Linked DNA regions of Mus musculus: region 2 is linked to region 1. A link is a contact called in public promoter capture Hi-C data. All regions are on one chromosome and are shown on one strand. The core of a region is the stretch at or near the end of the contact, and the rest is flanking DNA. Distances in the headings are between cores, read along the strand shown.

Region 1 (5,915 bases), core at 1,016-3,515:
AGACTGACCTAAGTATGTGGGAAGTGTGTACCTGATCTGAGACCACTGAGGCTCAGACAGGGTTCAAGGCTCACCCCCCTGAGCAGGCGCAGACACGGCTACCACTTTCCCTCCCTCTTCTTGGTTTGCTTACCCCAGTCACCCTTCTTGTGATGGCAAGGAAGTGACACTTCCTTTCATGAAAACTCACTGGCTGGGAACACTGCGTCAATTACAACAATAACGGCAACAGCAACCTCAATAACAACCAGTAGACACAGCCCCACCCCCTTGCCTGAGGTTGTTGGCTTAAGTTTCACTTAGCTCAAGCTGGAGAGGAAACAAAGACAGCCTTTGAAGCGGTCAGTCCACTCTATGGCAGAAGCCAACTGCCTGGCATTCTCCTCCTTGGGCTTGCTCCAGTAGGCAGTTTGGGGGGGGGGGGGGGACAGTCCTACCAAGAGCCAGCCTTGAGGACAGCTGGACAGGAGTCTGAGGATCCAGGACACAGCACCAGCCACAGCCCACCCTCAGCACCTCTGCCAAGCTCTGTTAGCGGCTAGAGACAAGCTGAGAGTCCTAGGGGCTGCATAAAGGCAGAGAGGGGTGTAGGGGCACCAGGTATGAGATTCCAGACTCCAACTGCCCTGAGAGAGCCCAAGAGATCCTACTCCTGGGAGGACTGAGTCTTCACCGCCCCACCCTTCATCCATACGTTTGATGAAAATTGCTCTCTCTATGTATCATTTCCGGTTTTCCCACCCCACCTATGCTGAAACAAGCTGCAGAGGTTGACTCAACAGAAGGCCAAAACCCCTACACAGGGAACTTCCGGACCTCACTTTTCCTTTCTCCTCCTCTCCTCACCCTAGCACGGTGCCTGCTACACTCGTCCAAGAGGCAATCTAGATCATTACAGATCAGCTTCCCACCGAGGGCAGCGGAAGGCCACTAGGAAAGAAGAGAAAGAGCAAGGAGTTTTTGAAGCCTGGTCCTCCCTCACTGTCAGACCTTAGTCTGTCTCTATGCCTCAGTTTCTCTGTAATAGAAGACGGGGTGGGGTATATAATTCTAGGCCATTCTGCCTCTGTCACTTCAAGTTCTAGGCCAAGCAGTCATTTAGGACACTAACTGCTGTAGAGACAGACCCTCTAGCTTAACATTCCTCACCCTCCCCTGCCCAGGCATCCATCCTCTTTAGACACTGAGATCCTTAGATTTGCATCAATTCCCAGCAGTGCCCGCGGGGCGGGGCAAGGAGCACCTGTTACACTCATCTGAAATGAAAGACTCTGCAAACTAGGGGATACAGCCTGAGCAGCACAATTTGGGATTAATTTGAGGCCTTCCCGGCCTACGGTTGGCCCCACTGTGCCTGTGGGTTAGGTGTGGGATGTGACCCCGGCCAGGGAGCAACGCCTGGGTAGTGAGTGCAAAGGGCCACAGATCGGTGGTGTGGTTGTGCCCCTAGTTCGCAATAAGAGCAAAGCCAAACTTGTTCGTCGCACTCTGGCAGCCTGAGCTTCTGCCCTCGGTCCACTAAACACCCCCAGTCCAGGGCCATCACCCTGTCCCTTTGAAGAGACCCGAGGGAAAAGAGGGAAACTCAGAAGATCAGGCGGGTAAAAAGAAACCGTCTTTCCTGCTGGGGGTTGGAAAGAAAAAGAAACAAAAAGAAAAAGGAAAGAGAAGAGAGAAGGAGCAGGGGATCTGAAGCGTGTGACCGTCAAACCATCAGCATGTCCCTTGGCAGAAAAGAGGAACCGTTGATTCTTCAAAGCGCATTGAGCAATTTCTTCAAAACCCGCGCAGTCACTTTCAGGAATCGCGGCCGCAGTGGGAAGCGCTGCGCGCGGCCCGGGCGCCTCGGTTTCTGAGAAGCGAAGCGCTGGGCTGGCACGGGGCAGGGAGGGGCCCGCGGCCGAGAAGCTGCTGCTGACAGCTGTCACAACAAATGGGCCCAGAGCAGCTCGAGATTGAAACCGCAGCAGGAAGTGTGGGCGGCTCAGTGAATTTCAGTCCAGACTCGGAGAGGAGAGTTTCGAGATAAACGCCTGGGAAGCCCCTGGCCGCCCCGACTTTCCACGAGAAGAGAGCACGCAGACATTCGGGTTACCCTGAGAGCCACGATCGCTCTGGGACCCCAGCCCTCTGACCCCGGCGCCGCCCGCCAGCCGCTTACCCATGGCCCAGCGAGAGCGCGCGTCGCTATGCAGAGACCCTCTACACGCACAGCCGTCCTGTCCCAGCGCTCTCGGCGCGACTGACTACCGGCGCCGCTCGACTGCCTCCTCCCCCGCGGACCCGCCCATGGACCCGCCCCCCCCCAGCGCTCTGGGCGCCCATTGGTGAATCCTATTTTCTAGAGCGGAGCAGACTCCGCCCCCTTAGACCCGAGGACGTCTGGGAGTTGTAGTGTGCGCCCACTTTGCAGCTAGGGGCTGATGTAAGAAACTCAAGAATCAACTGCTGTCGCATGTCTGTTGGTTTCCCTAGAGGCAAAACTAGAGTCTTAGAAAAACTGCCCGCTCTTTGTAGCTTGCCAAAGACTGGGTGGGGTTAAATAAAGTGCTTCTGGCTTTTACCTGAAGTGGTCCTGGCCGGTTCCATCCTTTCCAACTTTACACAGTAAGTACTGTTAGCCTACCAGAGGCCAATCTAGAAAGTCTGTGGTCCAGGCCTAATGCCCAAAATGCCCATGTCTACATATGTCATGTAGACTGAGTGAAAGCCACAAGATGGACCGTGCAAAGAGGAAGTGAACGAGTTGAGGGTGAATGTGGACAAGATTAGTAGAGAGAACAGTCATTTGGACCCGTGTGGGTTATAGAAGATGACGCTAAAACTTGAGATTTAAAAGCAGAAAGCCTTATTAGCTTGAACTCGAACTCTGTTCCTATTATGTAGTTAGTATCCCCGGAATCAAATTCTGTTGATTAACTATAATACTCATACAGCTCGGTGCATTTCATACCATCATTATCTTCATTATATAGAGCAAAACAGGCCTGGGTGATTAATTAGCTCATATTACTGGTCGGTGGTAGGGCTAGAGAATTGGGGCACAGAGGAAGGCTTCATAGTTAGCCCCCAACATTTTAGTGTTCCCCTTCACACTGAACAAATGGACAGTCTGCATTTGATGACTTTGACCCTCTGGGCTTTATCCATAAGCTCTGGAATGGCAGATCTGCAAGCTCAGCCTGGAGCAGACACCAGTGAGCTTGGTGGATAATTGTAATAAACCAGTGCTTGCCGATCTGGTAACAGGCAATATTGTGGTTGATATTTATTAACTGCTCAGAATAACGAGCAGAACAATGATTGTAACAGTGCCTCCCACATCCAAGATTACAAACCCCAGTCCACCCCAAGAGATCCAAGACTCTAGCAGAGATGCAATCTACCAAGAGATACCACCTGGAAACTTCACAGGCTTCTAGTCACTGTGTTCATTTGGTAAGGGTCGATTGGTTGGGTTAGCTACAGTGCCAGGTTAGGTATGGAGATCTGCACGCTGCCTTCAGTGTTGCAGTATAGACCATCCACTACCTCCTGGATTGGATACATCTATCAATGAGGCACTCACTACCTTTCAAAGCCACAGCTAATCCGACCTCTGAAAAGGAGGATCCTACCGTCCAGGCAGGAGAGCTCACTCTCAGGCAGTGCTGTTTGTGCAAAGCCTCAGCAAGTCAACACCTGTCTCGGGCAACCTGCGAACAATAAGATCTAAATTTAATTGTCTCCTGAGGCAACTCTTTGCAACAGAAAGTAATTTACAACAGCCAATAAACCCTGCTGAGGAATGATACCTCCATTTGCCTTCCTAAAAGCACAAACACTTCAGTTGCTCAAGCTTTACACACTCCTGCCCCAGCCCACAGCCACCGCCCTCCATCACTCTCCATCCATAGAACACCAGCTCAGGATAGCGTGAGCATTCATCAGTGCTTCCATGGTTTGGTTGTCTCTCTGGCAGCCTCCAGAAGAAAAACAAAACACCATTAATGCATAAATACATTCTTCCTGGAAAAGGCATTGAGAATAAATCAGTCCTCTCTGACTCCGCTCCAAATCCAGTTCCCTCCCTCTCCTTATCAGATTGGATAGTCTTTTGGAATGCTCCTTACTTGTTTTCATAAATATATGTATTCATGGTATGGTAAAACATGTAACTTTGTTTAATGTGTGTGGGGTTTTTTTTTGTTTTTGTTTTCTTTTTAAAGATTTATTTATTTATTATATGTAAGTACACTGTAGTTTTCTTCAGACACTCCAGAAGAGGGTATCAGATTTCGTTACGGATGGTTGTGAGCCACCATGTGGTTGCTGGGATTTGAACTCGGGACCTTCGGAAGAGCAGTCGGCGCTCTTAACCACTGAGCCATCTCACCAGCCCTGTTTTTGTTTTTCGAGACAGAGTTTCTCTGTGTAGCCCTGGCTGTCCTGGAATTCATTCTGTAGACCAGGCTGGCCTCGAACTCAGAAATCTGCCTGCCTCTGCCTCCCGAGTACTGGGATTAAAGGCGTGTGTCACCACTGCCCGGCTAATGTGTGTGTTTTAACTTATATAATTCTGATTGTTTTTGCCCTTGATTATCTGAATCCTGCTGAGAAAGTTCTGTATCTCTCAGAGGATTATTGGGGAGAGACTTAACTAAGGCTACCTTCTAATGCTGCATGCTGGTCTCTCTCTCTCTCTCTCTCTCTCTGGACCAGACCTTGGGGGTGGATCTCACCCTGAAGCTTGCAGGCCCTGAGAGGTTCAGTAAGTTGCTGGAAGTCACGCAGGAAAGTCAGTACCACGATTCATCTGAGACCTTCAAAGCTGTTCAGCGATCTCAGAAAACAGGACAAGCAGCCTCCCCCCATCACCCCCCCTCCCCTTCCCTGCTCTGTTTCTGCTCTGTTCCCAGGCTCAGCAGTTGCAAAATGCCTCTAGGGCCTTGTTTTCAATGGGGGAATGAAGTGGGGGAGTATTTTTAACTGTTGGCCGGCCCTGCCTTGCTCCCCACCCCCTGTGCTAGCTGTCCAGGAAAGGCTAGATTCACAGTGGCATTTGCAACTCATGGAAAACAACAAATGCTTGAAATAGACCGTACCCGAGCCCGGGAATGGAAAAAATGGGCTCATGGTTTCAAATGCGTATTTTAGAAAGAGACAAGAATAGCTTTTGGCCTTTGGGGACGGGGTAGGGATGAGCTGGGCGATTCTGGGATAGGGCTGTGTCCCAGATCACCAAGGGACAATTTCCTAGGAGAAGTATGGTCACTGTCTCCAGGGTGCTTAAAAGCAGGTACTCCAACCCATCTCTGCACCTCCCAAATGAATCTGGTGCAGCTTCCTGTGTTGGGTTAGTGCTGGTTTGGGGGCTGGGGGCTCCCTGGCTCTCTCCCCACCTAACAGAAACTCAGGTTACTGAACTTCCTGCACCTGAAAGGTGACAGTTGAATCCTCTTGGGGTAGGGAAGAATTTGGGGTTTTCATCTGCACTCATACATAGCCCAGATGTGCAACCTTGTGAGAGTTGTTTAGTTTCTCAGAGACATGAGTGACTTATCAGAGAAGATGCTGTGCCAGTCCATCCATCCATCCATCCATCCATCCATCCATTCATCCATCCATCCACCTGTCCATCCACCCATTTTACCAACTTGTGTTCTGTGAATTAGCACCAAGGTAGACACAGTCAGTCATAGCCACTAATGGACAGCAAAGAGGGCGTTGGAGAATCAGCATGCTCTCTCCATCAGACTCCCACCCCCATCCCCATGTCTTCCCCAGCATGTCACCTGGTCCCTACAAAATAGGCACTGTATTTGTCCCCAGAATACTTTTGGGACATTGAGGAACAGTGAGCAGCAGATGCTATACAAGTTCATGCTTAGCCATAACTGGAAGAAGTAAGGAATGGTTGACTATACGCCTGGTTC
Region 2 (6,409 bases), core at 1,471-3,970, 1.2 Mb before region 1:
AGAGAATCTCTTAGGTCAAACTGGTCTCAAACTTGCCCTGAGACTGGCCTGTCTATAACTTGTAATCCTCCTGCCCCAGTGTCCTGAGTGCTCAGATTATAGATATGGGCCACCATGCCCAGCAACTAAAGCAATCTTTTATACTCAAACTCCCAGTTAATCATTTTCTAAGAAATGAAACACAGGATGGGCAGTTGTTTTCCGCTGTGTCTCCTCTCATGCACTAATAATCAAACTTACATCATTCATGAGTGGCTATTAAAGTGTAGTTAAGCAGATAGCCTTGGACATAGTTGGAAAATTCAAGGTTGTGAATGTCAACAAGATTGAGAGGAATCACGGACTCTAACTCACACTGAGCAGGCATATTTCAAACCATCACAGTTTCTTAGCTCAACCAACTGAATGCCACAGCTTCTTCTCAACAATGTGAATAGAGACAAGTTTAATCATGGCAGGGACTAAAGTTTCTTAGAAAAACTGTCCTTCTGCCAGATGAAGGGCAATGAAGAATGAAAAAGGCATCCCTCTACCTCTTTGTGTTTTTAATGGCTCAGCCTTTAAAGGCTCCTGCTGTGGAGCCTGACCACCTGAGTTTAATCCCTAGTTCTCTACAGCACAAACTCCCACAAGTTGCCCCCTGCCCTCTGTGTGAGTGCCTTGGCATGCTTGTGACCCCACACTGAATAAATGCACAGAAGATATTATAAAAGGTCTTCAATTCATGGATGTCTATTGCTTCTTTTAACTTCTGATGTTTCCCTGTTTACAGAGTCTGAATATGTACTCTTCCTGAAGGTACCACTCCAGTCCGTACCCACATCGTATCTTTTCCTTTTTCTCCTCTCATCTGACCTTGATCTTTGCTTAGAAAATGTCTGTGAACACTCTCATTCCCTTCCTTTACCAGGGGGGAAAAAATAGAGAAAGCGGAAATAGGTCTTTTTAAGATTCATTCAGTCATCCGATAGCTGGTGGGTTGCTAAAGGTGAAAATGGAAACAGAGAAGCAGAAGTCTCTGAATTAAGGAGAATTGGGTTTAATCGCGGTTAGTTGCCTAAATAACTATTTGTATCCATGAAATTCTCTAGTTTCTCTCTGTATAACATTGGGATATCGGAAAAATGACTGTCTGTGTTGCTCAGTCTTTTAGCTGACCCTAACATAGCTCAAGGGCTGTTTCTCTCCTGTCGAGTATTTTCTTCCTCTGCTTGAAGCTGTGAACTGATCTGACACTCAGAACAGTAGAAAGGTAGCAAGGCCTGGTGTGTCTATGCTGACAGGAGAATTAGCAATTCACCCCAACCGTGTTTCAGACGCTGTGTCTGGTAGGGGTTCCATCTATAGTGCTTGTGTCCATCTTGAAGTCTAGTGCTGGGTTGCTAACTGTCAATGTTTTAGGCACAGTTATACAGGGAATTTAGCTCTATTTCCCCCCAAAGTAGAAAGCAAAGCTGCCACTGGGTTTATCATGCTTCTCCCATACCCCGGCTGGTGCAGAGCTGGGGGAAGAAGACTGTGAGCCTCTTTTGGGATTTTGAAAACAGCTTAGGAACAACGGAGAGAAATCTCACCACAGGAGAGCTGAGAAACCTATAAATATAATAGCTAATTATTAAACACTTAATTTTGAGACAAAAAAAAAACGTCCCCCCCAAAAACAAAAACCCCTCATTCCGATGTTGTATACTAGAGTTTTCTATTTTTGAATTACTGTCGTCTTCTGATCCAGATATTTATTGCCTTGGTGTTTGCCAGGAACAAGGCTGTTTCCTAGTTTTTTGATTTCTTGTATGTCTTTGCAGTGTTGTTGGGAGGATTATGGTAACAGGGAGGACAGACACATCTCTTATCTTATTAGCTCTGTAACCACAGGTAAACTCTTTAACCTTTTAAGCTCATCTGTGAGAAATGGGGATTAACATATATGATAAGCAATTAAAGATTTGCCGGGATTATGGTAAGAAGCAATTAAAGATCTTAATATATGCCAGGCTTGATAGCTAACAGATAACGTGCACAGGGGCAGGCCACTCACGTTTTCTATAGATGTCCATCCATTTCGATCTGAAACCAGTTTTAAACTTTAAGAAATGGTCATCTGACACGTGCTCAAGAGAGAAGGGAAGACTAACACTGCATAGTAGAAAAATCGGGGACATTAGCACTGAGTGGTGTGCCTTTAAACCCTAGTCATATTTGTTGCTTCTAGTTGCTCCAAATGGTCCTCCCTGCGTCTCTGCCTCCTCCTGGAAGCTGGAGGATAACGATGCTCCTCACTGATGCTGGCAGTGTAATGCTTGGAACAGCGGGCCTTGGAAGCTATGGTTGGATTAGAGCCAGGACCTGTCACCGCGCCTGGACCGCCAGAAGATGGGACCCAGAGCTAGGAGGAAAGGCCATGGTGACCAGGTTGTATTCCGTGGGCTCACTGGGGCCTTTGTTGCCTCCCGAGGTTGCATGCGCTCAGGCCGGAGGGTACAAGCCAGATGTGGCGGCTGCGCTCCAGCCCCGGCCGCAACACCGATGCAAAAAGGGGCTGGGGAGAAATATATAGGCTGCTCTATTGCGCCGTTGAGTGACAGGCTGGCCGGCCACTGGCAGCGGCGGCGGGGCGCTTAGGGAAGTGGCGGCCAATGGCTGGCGGGAACTGGGGCGGGGGCTGGGCAGGGGCTGTCCCTGGCGAGGGCGGGGCGCGCGGCCCGCGGCGGCGGAGGCGGCTCCAGCAGCGACGCCGGCGGCCGCGGCAGAAGCGCCCTGGCCCGCGGCAGGTGAGGAGCGCGGGGCGCCGGGCAGGGGGCGGCCAGGAGGAGTACGGCGGGGTCCGCGGAACACCCACCTGCTGGTGGCTGAGGCGGGGCGTCCCGAGGCCGCCGTCCGATCGCGCGCGCACCGGGCCTCGGAACCGGGAGCGGGGCGCGGGCCGGCCGCCCTCCGCGCCTCGCCGCAGCCGCAGCCCCTCGGTGCTGCGCTCCTTCCCGGTGGTTGGCCTGGAGCCTCGGGCGGTCCCGGAGCACCGGGAAAGTGCAGTGCTGTGTGCGCGTGCACCGAGACCAAGAGTTGCGGGCAGGATCCCGCGACTGGAGGGTTGGAAGGCTGGAGGGTTGGAGGGCTGGGGGGCTGGGGGGCTGGAGGTGGCGCCGCCGCGGGGCAGGTAGGGCGGGGGCCGCTTGCCTGCGGGGAACTAAGATGTTCCGGGAGGTACGGGGGGAGCGAGCCCGGATTCCTCCCAGGCCTGGGTTTCCTCCATCCCATGGAAGCGGCGAGTGGGATCCCCTCCCCGACCTCAGGTGGGGTCTCGGACCCCTCCAGGTGTGACAGGTGATGTCTGGAAGGCTTGGCGTTAAGTGGTGGCAGTGGTACGCTTCCCGCGCCCGCTTTTATTTCTCTAAGCGTTGTGATCTCAGGAGCGGGTTCACGGCTTACATTTAGAATTCGGAAATAGCTGTAGATGGTATGTTATCTTCTTCGAGCCTGCCATCTATTTTGCTGTTGTGCTTTTTGCTGCCGACAAATTATTTAGTAAAAGATAAAAGAATGACATGGTTATTCACTTGAATGTAAAAATCTAAATTTAGAATCATGTAACACGCGCTCTGTGGTTCAGGCTCCTTTCTCTTCCAAATGCTTAAAGAATAGTTTTACTAACAGGTTATGGTGACATAGGTTCCATTAACCCCTGAGTGTAAATCATAACACATACTAGACAATGAAATTATGTAAGCTGTATAAAAGAAATATTTATGTTCTCTAAGTGGAAAGGGCATGAGTTTTTCATAATTGCGGTTTATAAAGTTGTGCAGGCTTACGTCATGGTGTTCATTGATCCGGGGTGTCATGAATCGTGCCTCTTGTTCTTTCAGGCACCTCTGTTTTGTCTGTGGGATGCTGATGAAGGACTCTACCAAATGTTAACCAAAGTGTTCTTAGCCGTGGAACATATGGGATATTTCAGAGAACACTTTAAAAACTTAATTAAAAAAAAAAAACAAACCCAGATGCAAGATTGTTAAATCTATTAACAAAACATATTCCTCATTCTGCGGTTTAGAGTTGAAGCCTCTTTTGGAGGATGGAGGAATGGCTAGTTACGTAGTCATTTTTTTGTTCAAAGACTTGGTTGTTATCAATTAATATAGCCAGGACAGTCTTAAGGTAAGGGCGGTAGATAAGTATTCACATATGTGGCCTCGGACACAAATGTAGGTCACCTGTGTCTAACGAGCCAGCCTCAAGCTGCCTGGGGTGGTTTAAGGGTACGAGGTGTGTTCTGTTTCCTCCTCTCTGGAGATTTCATTCACGTGTGCTTCACGATGAAGCTTAGTTTGGAAAACCCTGGTGTAAAATGAATAGCTGCATTCCGGTGGAGTGTAACACTCCTCCTCCTTTTGAGATGTCAGAACTTATTAGTAGAATTCCCTAACCGTATCTTCCCTAAAATGGGGTTTGCTAACTTCTTAGGCCCAGTATTTAATACTCCATATGCTTCTGGGGTATTATGGATGGCTAATCTATAGCATTTATACTTTTATATAGGCTTCATTTGTATGTAATAAAACAACTTCTCTCTCTCTCTCTCTCTCTCTCTCTCTCTCTCTCTCTCTCTCTCTCTTTGTTGTTGTTTCTTGAAACAGGATTTCTCTGTGTAGCCTTGGCTGTCCTGGAACTTGCTCTGTAGACCAGACTGGCCTCGAACTCATAGATATCTGTCTGTCTTTGCCTCCCAAGTGCTTGCATTAATGGCATGGGCCACCACCACTTAGCTTAATAAAAACTTTTTTTTTTAAAGATTTATATATTTATTATGTATATAGCACTCTGCTTGCATGTATCCCTACAGGCCAGAAGAGGGCATCAGATCTCATTACAGATGGTTGTGAGCCGCCATGTGGTTGCTGGGAATTGAACTCAGGCCTTCTGGAAGAGCAGACAGTGCTCTTAACTGCTGAGCAATCTCTCCAGCCCCATTAATAAAACCTTTTAAATTATCATTTTAGAATGATTCTGCATATCTCTACTTCCTGATTTATGTCAGCTAGATATTTATTCTAATAATCAGCTCTACCTGCCCTTCCCCAACAAAATCCTCCCTGAAGCAAAATATGACTATATATAGACAGAAAGTGAAAAGTGTGTTTGTATAATGTCATACCAGGCTTAAAATTCCAAGTCACAGTTTACTGAGGTAGTGCCCCTGTTCTTAGAGTCAGAAGTCATCATTGAGTGTTTTATTGAGCTAATAGATTAGGTACTTGGTGGAATTTAAAATCATTGGATTTTGTTTTCCCAGTGAGGACCTTTGGTTGTAGGTGGTCAGCATGGGCATAGTTGGGATAAAGTTAGCCATGGGAGGTGAATAAATTAGGTCTTAGCAACTTGGAGAACCTCTTTGGAATACCAGGTGCTCAGGTAGTCACAGGCCGTGCAGTGGAATGTAGTGCTTCTAGAATTTTACATGGAAATGAGAGCTCCTGGCCAGAGAAACTAACAGGCAGGCTTTGTTGGGGACTCAGGAGGGAGGGATTAGCCAAAGGCTGCAGGAAGTGGGAAATTTGTTCAGAGTTGCACATTTGGACTGTGAAATTTTCTGTTCATTCTGTAGTTTTTATACCATAACAGGCTTGTGCCTACTGCAGAACAGAAAACATTTTTTAAAATGTAATACATTTGGAAAATTTATGTTTTCTGTCGAGCCAAGTTAACACTCAGAAAGGCTCTCTAGTCTCATCTGAGCTGCGACTGTCTCCTGCAGCAACTCCGTCCTGCTGTGGTGTAAGCGGTCAATCTGAGGGACAAAAGGCAGCAGATAAGAATTCTGCCAGGCCATGGTGACACACACCTTTAATCTGAGCACTTTGGGAGGCAGAGGCAGAGGCAGTGGCAGAGGCAGACAGATCTCTGTGAGTTCGAGGGTAGACGGTAGACAGTTCTAGGCCAGCCAGAGCAACACAGGGAAACCATGTCTCAAAAAGCAGACAAACAGAAACAGAACTTAAACCTAGAAGTTACTGAAACTGAGGTTTCTCATTGGGTTTACCTCCTTGTGTATAAAATAGGGGTTGTAACGCTTGCCCTGTAAGGACTTAGTGAAGGTTTAAGTCTTGTTACTGCCCAGAATAAAGGAAAAAAGCCAGTGAAGTATAGTAACCATCCTCACCATCACACTGTCATTTGTCCCTGTGTGGTCTTCCTTGGCTAGTGGAGATTCCCAGTGATTCACAGTGCTAGAAATAGCTGAGGTTGTAGTTTGTGAATTGCCTGCAAATGGCTGCTTTAATCAGGCGTGCCCTTCCACTGAGAGATGTGTCTCTTGGGCCTGATAATTGTTTTTGGAGGTACAGTAACTCACCCCACTAGAGGCTCATTTACTGTAGCATCACAGGAAGTGGTGCTACCCCTTGGTGCCACT

The links. Capture Hi-C pulls out chosen DNA fragments and counts their contacts.
Region 2: a promoter capture Hi-C map of adipose tissue shows a contact between it and region 1, with 2.6 times the contacts expected there. The contact joins the promoter of Mgat4a here to the promoter of Arid5a in region 1.

The regions. Positions count from the first base shown.
Region 1 is chr1:36,304,083-36,309,997 of GRCm38.p6, reverse strand. It overlaps Arid5a (AT rich interactive domain 5A (MRF1-like)), which reads right to left and starts at 2,265. Exons shown (of 7, transcript NM_001172205.1): 1 at 2,162-2,265. The coding sequence starts at 2,165.
Region 2 is chr1:37,537,327-37,543,735 of GRCm38.p6, reverse strand. It overlaps Mgat4a (mannoside acetylglucosaminyltransferase 4, isoenzyme A), which reads left to right and starts at 2,720. Exons shown (of 16, transcript NM_173870.3): 1 at 2,720-2,771.